Regions from separate parts of the Gossypium hirsutum genome. Here all the other regions are linked to region 3. Evidence: chromatin contacts called from public Hi-C data. All regions are on one chromosome and are shown on one strand. Each heading gives the region's core, a stretch centred on a gene start, on an enhancer-like site or on the middle of the called end of the contact. The rest is flanking DNA. Distances are from core to core; before and after follow the strand shown. Region 1 has its middle 4.8 kb from the start of LOC121229551. Region 2 has its middle 40 kb from the start of LOC107959974. Region 3 overlaps LOC107957312 (a long non-coding RNA gene).

Region 1 (2,700 bases), core at 102-2,601, 390 kb before region 3:
TCTCATCAACGATAATTTGGTCACATCCAACATCTCAATCCTCAATCCTTCAATTTGTTCAGCATTTACCTTGACAGCTTCTATTTCTTCAACCTCAATTGCTCTCATATCTGCATCCATCCCTTCAAGCATCTTCTCTCCTTCCTTAAAAGGTTTAGTCTTTGGACAAGCACCAGCCTTATTCCATTCACCTTCAAAATGTGAAGGTGAAAACGTGGCGAGGAACACATCAATTCTATTACCATTAGCCCCTTTTCTCTCAATTATTGTCTTAAGCGCAGTCTTTAAGGCCTTCCTCATCACATCGTAAAATCCAATCTCAGTGTGATTTAGTCCAGGGCAGTAATGACAACCTAATACTAAATCACCCTCATAATAAACTGCTGGATGAAGAAACCAATGCCCTATCGAGAGTAGAATCATATCTATATGGTCCAAATCAGAACCCCACTTCTCATCAACAGTGTCCACATATAATTCATTATGATTTGGACCAGCTTTTGATTTCTCAACACCTTTAACTAGAAATGGTGACCAGTACACTGATATAGTAATGTTATGAGAAGCAAAATGCCATGTACGAAACTTGTTATCCTCCCCACCTCTATAAACCAGGTTAGGATTGGAGGCAGTGGCTAGCATACAAAGAAGTGATTCCAGTTGGTTCCTAGCCATGGAATCTCCGACAAAAGCTATGTGCTTGTTACTTAAGAGATGCAAGAAAGTATTGGGATTAAACCTGGGGAGCTTGCATTGGCTTGCTCGCCATCTCCAATAAAGGTAATCCAAGTCAGGTCTCCCATGAGAGATACAATTTTGACCGTCCTTGATTGTACCACAGGTTGTGCCATTGTACAGAGGCCCCATCTTGTCGTGTACCCATCTGCCGTCGGTGTAGTCACATGGAGTTTCATAAACTATTTCTTCTTCTATAAAAGAACAAAAAAAGTTGGTTCATTAATATCACCCAATAACTAAAAACTCATGGTAATTAAGGATAAAAGGTTGACAAGTACTTTTGGTTGCTGAAAATACCTTTGGTGAGGATGGTGGGATTGTTGGGAGGGAGGTGATGAAAAGGGTGAAAGTAGAAGCGAAGAAGAGCTATGGGGAGGAGAGCATAAAGAGCGAAAGGCAGCAACTTCTTGGTGGGGGAGGGAGAGTTAGGATGGGGTTTGAGTGGACTCATTACCTCCATGTTGGAAAGAGAAATACTTGCACTGCTCCTTTGTTCTTTTGTTTTCTGGGTTATTTGGCTTTGAGTTGAGGGTTAATTCTAGCCTTACAACACTGTGGATGTTACAGTAAGCGTTTCAGGCAAAACGACAGCTTGTTTTGCTACGATAAGCTAAGCGAGTCGGCCAAAATATCCAGCGGGAAATCGTTGTTTATAGCCATAGCTGTGACTTAGTCGATGGTTGGATCTGACCCGTTAGTGTTAAAAGTTGGATTTAAATATAATATTAATTGATATTTATTAATCCTATATTTGGATTGAAGTAATAGAAAAGAAATCATTTCTTCGTTTCATTAACTTATTTTTATTTAGATAAGAGAAAATGTTAAGGAAATTGATTTCATTAGTTATCTCAAATCAGAAGGACTTGATTAATTAATTTGGTATCATTTCAATTAGGAAATAATTAATATATCTTTTTATTAAATTATTATTATTTTGATAGTTTTTTTTATTTTTCTATAAAATTAAATTAAAATTAACATTTTAAAGAATAATTTTAATAAATTTATAAACAAATTCTTCATCACTAAACCAATTAATAATCTTTAATTAAATTTTAAAAATTTTATTATATGTTATTTTTAAAAACACTTCTATTCTAAATATTGTTATAAATATTTTATTAAGTGAATGTCCATCAAGATCTAGATAAGTTTTGATATATTTTAAATTCTAATAGTCATTAGAAGTAGAGTTCTATTTCATTTATACTTCTTATGTCTGTAAATATAGATTTTGGAGAAGCATTGTAAAAATTTCGATTGATCAATAAAATACGCTCTCTTTTTGCTCTCCCATCCTCTTTGTCCTTTACTTTCTGTCTTTTTATTTTATAACACATTATCTGCACGATTCTCTTTTATTTTATAATACAGACATTCCAGATCTACTGCTCAAGTTTTTGTCGATTGCCTTCTAGAGCTATTGCAATTTTAGTCTTCAATTGAAGCCTGCGCACTATGGGTAATCATTAAAACCTTTAACCACTTAGATCTTCAGATATATTTTATTATGATTTATTTATTATGTCATATTTATTATAATTCGAGACTAATCATGACAACATGAATAGATAAATTTTGATTTGAAATCCACACGTGTTTGCGATGGTGATTATGAAATTTGGGACGTTTATAAGTTCATCCTAGTAAATCTATTATATTCCCCAAAGTGAATGCAAAAGAAAACAAAAACCGATATTATTTCAATATTTGGGAGTACAAAATTAGTCGAAAGCTCTAGAAGAGCTAATATATTAATATCTTGTGATGGTTAATCCATTGGTTTTAAAAGATATTTATAATGGATCTCATATTGAGATTGTGAATGAATAAAAAATTATATTTCATATAAATCACTATTGCTATAAATATCTATTTTGAAAGGATGAAAAAAAAGAGAGGATTGAGTTATTGATTACTCTTGTTATTAAATTGAATTGACTGTGATTATCTTTATGA
Region 2 (2,700 bases), core at 26-2,525, 280 kb before region 3:
GATCCTAATAATTCTAACAATTGCCTCGAATTGGTTCAACAAATCTATGATTTATTGTTCATTTTATTGATTTTCTAGATTCCTTAATTTTAGTTTTAGTCTCTTTGCCTTGAACTAATTACAGTGAGTCTCCTTCTATCTCGATCTTTTAGAGACTCATATCCTTAGCAAAGTGCAAAGTTTCAATCTGAAATAGGTTAGGAAAAGGATGATTTCTTAATATTTGGATAATTAATTAAATCAAATGAAACCCATAAAAGAATTTGTGAAATAAAGTTTAAGCCTATAAAGAAAACAAAATTGTGTGATAAGTTTTTGGGAAGAGGAAACTTTGGTGTAGAGAAGAATTCTATGAACTCTCTCTTCAAACTTTTATTTTTCTTCTTTTAGCTGTAAATGGACACTAAACGGAAATAGAATAGCAAGAAAGCTCACTTAAAATAAAAGAATGCACATGTTAAAAACTTATTGAATGGGCAACAAAGTGGACACCAAAGAGGGGCAGAAGAATTTTGTTCATAATAAGATTATATTTTATAATAATTAATATAATATATAAACTTTATAATAAACAATACATAATTAAAACTTAATTTAAATTACATATATGAAAGTGTATATTGACACATTGGAATTGGGGGAAATAAATGAAGCTAAGCATGATTTTAAAAAATATTTAATTTTTATAATTAAAATATTAATTCATATTTTATACTATAAAAAGTTATTATTAAATAATTATAAAATCTAATATATTTATTATTAAAATTTTAGTATAAATATGTATGATAATATATTAAGAATATTATTTAAATTTTGAGATAATTATTGCTAAAATTTATTATTAAATAAAATTGTAATATTGCATAATTTTTATTAAAATAATACATTAAATTAATAATTTATTATATTGTTAAATATAAATAATTTAAAATGTGTATAATAATATTCAACATTGTAATATTTGATATTAATACTTTAATATGTCTAAACTTTTTTTAAAATTAAAATTTATTATTAATATAATAATATTATACTTGATTCAAGTTAATTTTTATATAAAAATAAAATTATTTATAAATAAGTTTTTTTTCAGAAAATGACTATTTTTCAAAGTGTAAGTCTATAACTCATTTTCCATAAAACAAACAGGAAAACATTTTGTATAAATTATTTTTGATGAAAGAAATGCAAAACCACAATAGTTGATGCTTTGGATTAGTTTATCAGATATGTCTATTTTGGCATTTGCATGTTGGGCCATGAATTATATTTTGCTGAATGGTTTAGCCCAATGGACCAAGTCCAACATCCAGGACTTAAGTGTTTTGTGGACTTGGTGTTCAACATTTGATGTTTATCTTCTCAGCCACAAAATTTGCATAGCCATAATCTGATAAGAACAATAAAGCTCAAAGATTTAGCAGATATGGGATAATTAATTCATTTTAATAAGTTGTCATCATTTACAATAGAGGTGAAAAGTAGGTCAATGTTATACGTATTTGCTTCAGCTTATCAACTTAAAATATTTACTTTAAATTTTGCTCAAATCAATGTAAATTATTAACCAAAACACATTCAATTTTTTATAATATTTTTCTGTTTTTTATTTATTTTTAGTGAACTTAATATATTTTTTTAATGATTAGATTATAATGTTTCATGTTAAACTTTAATGTGATATTAATTACATAATACATTATCAATTTGAAAAATAACTAAAAGCTCCACTTATATTTTAAATAAACTTTGAAATTATAAATGAAGTGGAGCTCATTTAGATCTATAAGTAGCTCATTTATGTCTATAAGTACTTTATTTTTTCTATTTTAAAAAATATTTATTATTTAATGTTTAGTAACATATTTTTAATATTTAGATTATAAATATTTAATATCTAATATTAATGTCATACTAGTTACACAATAGATATCATTTTTTTTTGTTATTAACACTTCTGTTAATAGTAGTGTCAGAAAATATTGTTCCCTACAAAATCACTCTTTGGTAAGATTGTACGATTTGCTCCACTATTGGGATGCCTTGAAAAGCATGACTTGGAAGCTCAAACACAGAGACTATCAAGAAGTTTACTTCTTAACTTTTCTCGGGTATATAACTACTTTTTTCCCTCCACATTGAGTAAATTGTTAAAGCACTTGTACTTAAGTTTGCAAGTAGCACTCCCTTTATCAAAATGAATTATAAAAGTGTAACTTTCACGAAACGATTATTATATCCACTATCTTCGTAATTGTTCTCTCAGTACTCACTATTAGTAACATGAACATGATTTTCTTCACCTTGATTACCCATCATTCATAGCATACTCTTGTGAGTTAACTGCATCTTTTTCATATCTATAAAATATGCAACTTGTTTTGTTGATAACTATTTTAAAAAATTAAATGATGAATCTAATGTTTCATTTAGGGATTTTTTTTATCTTTTAGTAAATCTAAATACTTAAAATTTACTTTGAAATTTCATTCAAAGATCACAACAACTATAGGTCTCATCATTCCATAACCACCACTTGCCATCACACTTGTTTTCCATGATATGTTTCGATCTTGCTTTTCATAATACTTCATTTTACTGGATTGTAACGCTTGCTCACTTAAATAAAGAAATACATAATATTAAAAAAATATATTATAAAATTAAAAACATATGGAGATAAGAGAGTATCTCATA
Region 3 (2,700 bases), core at 201-2,700:
TAGCTTGGGACTGGATCTTGGCTTTCAAGATGTGGTTGTTGAAGGAGATGCCCTAATAGTTATTCTTAAGGTTCTTTCCCCTATGTCTGATAACTCAGTCCTTGGAGCTTACATTAGGGATAATAAACTGTGGGTTAGGTCTTTTCGACGGTGTGTTTTTAAGCATATGCTTCGTGAAGGGAACATAGTGGCCCATTTATTAGCTATAGAGATTTTGAAGGGTGGGAATAGTTATTACCTAAATGGGCGAGTGCTTGATTTTACGCTATTGGCAGTGGAGAGTGATCAACGGTTTGTATTTAGAGGCAAGGAAAGGGGAATGGGGAGGACTTTGTGGGGCACGTTTAGATGAGGATTGATTTGGAAGGAAAGTGAGAGCTGAGGGGACTCGAATGGTTTTTGATGGGTTTTGGAAAGGGTGAGTTTCGTCTTTGGGGAGTCTCGGAAGTTGCTTGTGTGCTAGATTTCTTAGATTTGGACGCTTAAAGGGTCTTGATTAGACCTGCTCATGGGTCGGGCTACTCGGCCCGGCCCGAAGGCCAGCCTGAAATGTAGGAGGGTTTGGGCAAAAATATAAGCCTGAAAAATGGGTTTGGACAAAAAATAAGGCCTGTTTAAAAAATGGGCCGGGCCTCGGGTAAGGTATTTTTGGCCCGGGCCCGGCCCGGCACGAATTCACTAAATGACAAAAAAATCTGCTATTTTTTGTTTTGTTTTTGAATGTTATTTTCTTGTTGTTTTCTCCCTATTTTGCTACCATATTACTATTAGTTGCTACTATTTTGTTGTTATTGTTTGGATATTGTATAAAACTTATTTTATTATTAATTTTGTTATTATTTTAAAAGTATTTGTTAATTTTGTTATTATTTTAGAGGTATTTGCTTGTTAAGTTGCACCTATCTTAGTGCTATTTAAGTTTACATATTTTTTAAAATTTATTTTCAATTTGTTGGAAAATATTTATTTTAATTTTTTTAGTATTTTTGATGTATTATATATATTTAAAAATTATATAAAAATAAATACGGGCGGGCCGGGCCGAGCCCAAATTTTAGTATTTTTATTTGGGTCGGGCTTAAGAAAAATTTTAGACCCGTTCTTTAGGCCCGGCCCGGCCCATGAGCACCTCTAGTCTTGATGTTTGGGAATTGGGATAATCGTTGCTGGTTGCTTTGCTGGTGGCGTTTCAGCTGCTCTTTTGTTGAACAACCAGCTGGTTTTGGGGAACAGCTCATCGTTGGAACTGATTGCTCTTTATCGTCTGCTGTTTAAGCTGTTCTTTGCTGGGCTTTCTTTTGGTTTGTTTTATTGGCTTTATGTTTGGGTTATTTCCTGTTTTGGGTTTGATTTGTTGGACTTCTTTTTATTCTGTTTTGTTTTAATATTAGCCCAGCTTCCTTAAAAAAAAAAGTTCATCCGCCGCCCCATCAAGAACCGGAATAACACACGACACTTCAAGTCTTCTCTTTGCTCTCTCTTTTCCATGGATTTCTTGTCTACCACAGCCATTAAAGCTGCTTCTTCGTTTTCGTGCTGTTCATTGTTATTTGCTATCTCTCAAACCCAAATCAAGCCCAAAACCACTCCTTTTCAACTTCCATGGAATACCCTGAGTCCATCAAAGCTTCTTCTTCAAGTCCCTCAAATGCATTCAATCTCCTCCTGGTTCTCTTCCTTCAAAGCCCACTTCGTTTTCATGCTCTGCTGTTACATAGTTTCCAACCCAGACGCTCATCTCCTACGCGAAAATTCTGTTGAAATTCTTCATCTCCCACGCCCAAAAACCGCTGTTCAATCGTTAATCATTTGAAAAACTTTGAAATTTTGCTGTTACACAGTCTCCAAACACTTGCATTTGCGTTGTCTTTTGGGTTCAATGTTTGAGAAACAAATTTGATTTATTTAGATGGAAAATGTAGACTAATTTTGTTATACATGTATAGACCCTACAGAGGAACTTCTCTATAAAAGCTTCCATCTGAGCTAACAGACATTCTTTACAAATTTTCTCTCATCCTTTACTACGATTATCTTCTCCCTCCTCTCCCCGACTGATTCGAACCGGGTCATATGTTGCACGGCCCGAGTTTGACTCGATGCCCAAATGCACTCTGAAGGGAACAGTAGACTCTGAGTTGACAGCGGTTTCGGCGAAAGGGTTCTGCTCTTGCTTGGTTTCGGTTCTCGATGGTGCGGCGCCCAAGGAAGTGCTGCAATTAAAAATAGGAGAAAATAAAATATTTAAATGCATGTAGTGGAGCCGGAAAGAAACAAAAAATAGTGGGAATGTTATGCAATTTTAACTGAAGTGATTAAAATAAAAATTTTATAATGTAAATATTTTTATTTTAAATGCTTAAAATGAAATTTTTGAAAAATTGAGTGATTATATATGTACTTTACCCTTTGTGATATCATATAAATTACTTAATTTTTATTTGAACTTATTAATTTCAAATTATAGTAATTATTATACTTTTAATTTTTGTATTAACTTGTATGACTTTTTTTTCTTTGCACAACTTGTAAAATTTTCCTTTTATTTCAAAAATGCCTTTAGTTCTTTTTTATTCTTTTTACTATATATTATATATAATTTTTACATGCATTTTGTAATTATGATTTTCTATGAAAATATTTTAAAATCATTATTGGTGTGAGTTATTTTCATTGAAATAATTTAAAATTTATTTACTT

The links. Hi-C and Micro-C count contacts between places; a contact is called where the count stands out from the background.
Region 1: a Hi-C map of leaf shows a contact between it and region 3, with 1.8 times the contacts expected there. The contact joins two enhancer-like sites. A contact is called at or near these places in 2 of 34 Hi-C or Micro-C datasets (both in leaf).
Region 2: a Hi-C map of leaf shows a contact between it and region 3, with 2.9 times the contacts expected there. The contact joins two enhancer-like sites. A contact is called at or near these places in 4 of 34 Hi-C or Micro-C datasets (all in leaf).

What each region holds. Positions count from the first base shown.
Region 1 is chrA05:74,967,867-74,970,566 of Gossypium_hirsutum_v2.1, reverse strand. It overlaps the pseudogene LOC107960569. Among protein-coding and RNA genes, the nearest start is that of LOC121229551, 4.8 kb to the left of the region's middle. Within about 2 kb of position 1,351, at least 4 of the 9 cell types and tissues checked have an H3K27ac peak or open chromatin away from gene starts, as enhancers often do. A contact at or near this core is called in leaf, where this site is marked.
Region 2 is chrA05:74,858,281-74,860,980 of Gossypium_hirsutum_v2.1, reverse strand. No RefSeq gene overlaps it. Among protein-coding and RNA genes, the nearest start is that of LOC107959974, 40 kb to the right of the region's middle. Within about 2 kb of position 1,275, at least 3 of the 9 cell types and tissues checked have an H3K27ac peak or open chromatin away from gene starts, as enhancers often do. A contact at or near this core is called in leaf, where this site is marked.
Region 3 is chrA05:74,581,616-74,584,315 of Gossypium_hirsutum_v2.1, reverse strand. LOC107957312 (a long non-coding RNA gene) reads right to left here. Exons shown (of 2, transcript XR_001700406.2): 2 at 1,883-2,213. Among protein-coding and RNA genes, the nearest start is that of LOC107957312, 4.2 kb to the right of the region's middle. Within about 2 kb of position 1,450, at least 3 of the 9 cell types and tissues checked have an H3K27ac peak or open chromatin away from gene starts, as enhancers often do. A contact at or near this core is called in leaf, where this site is marked.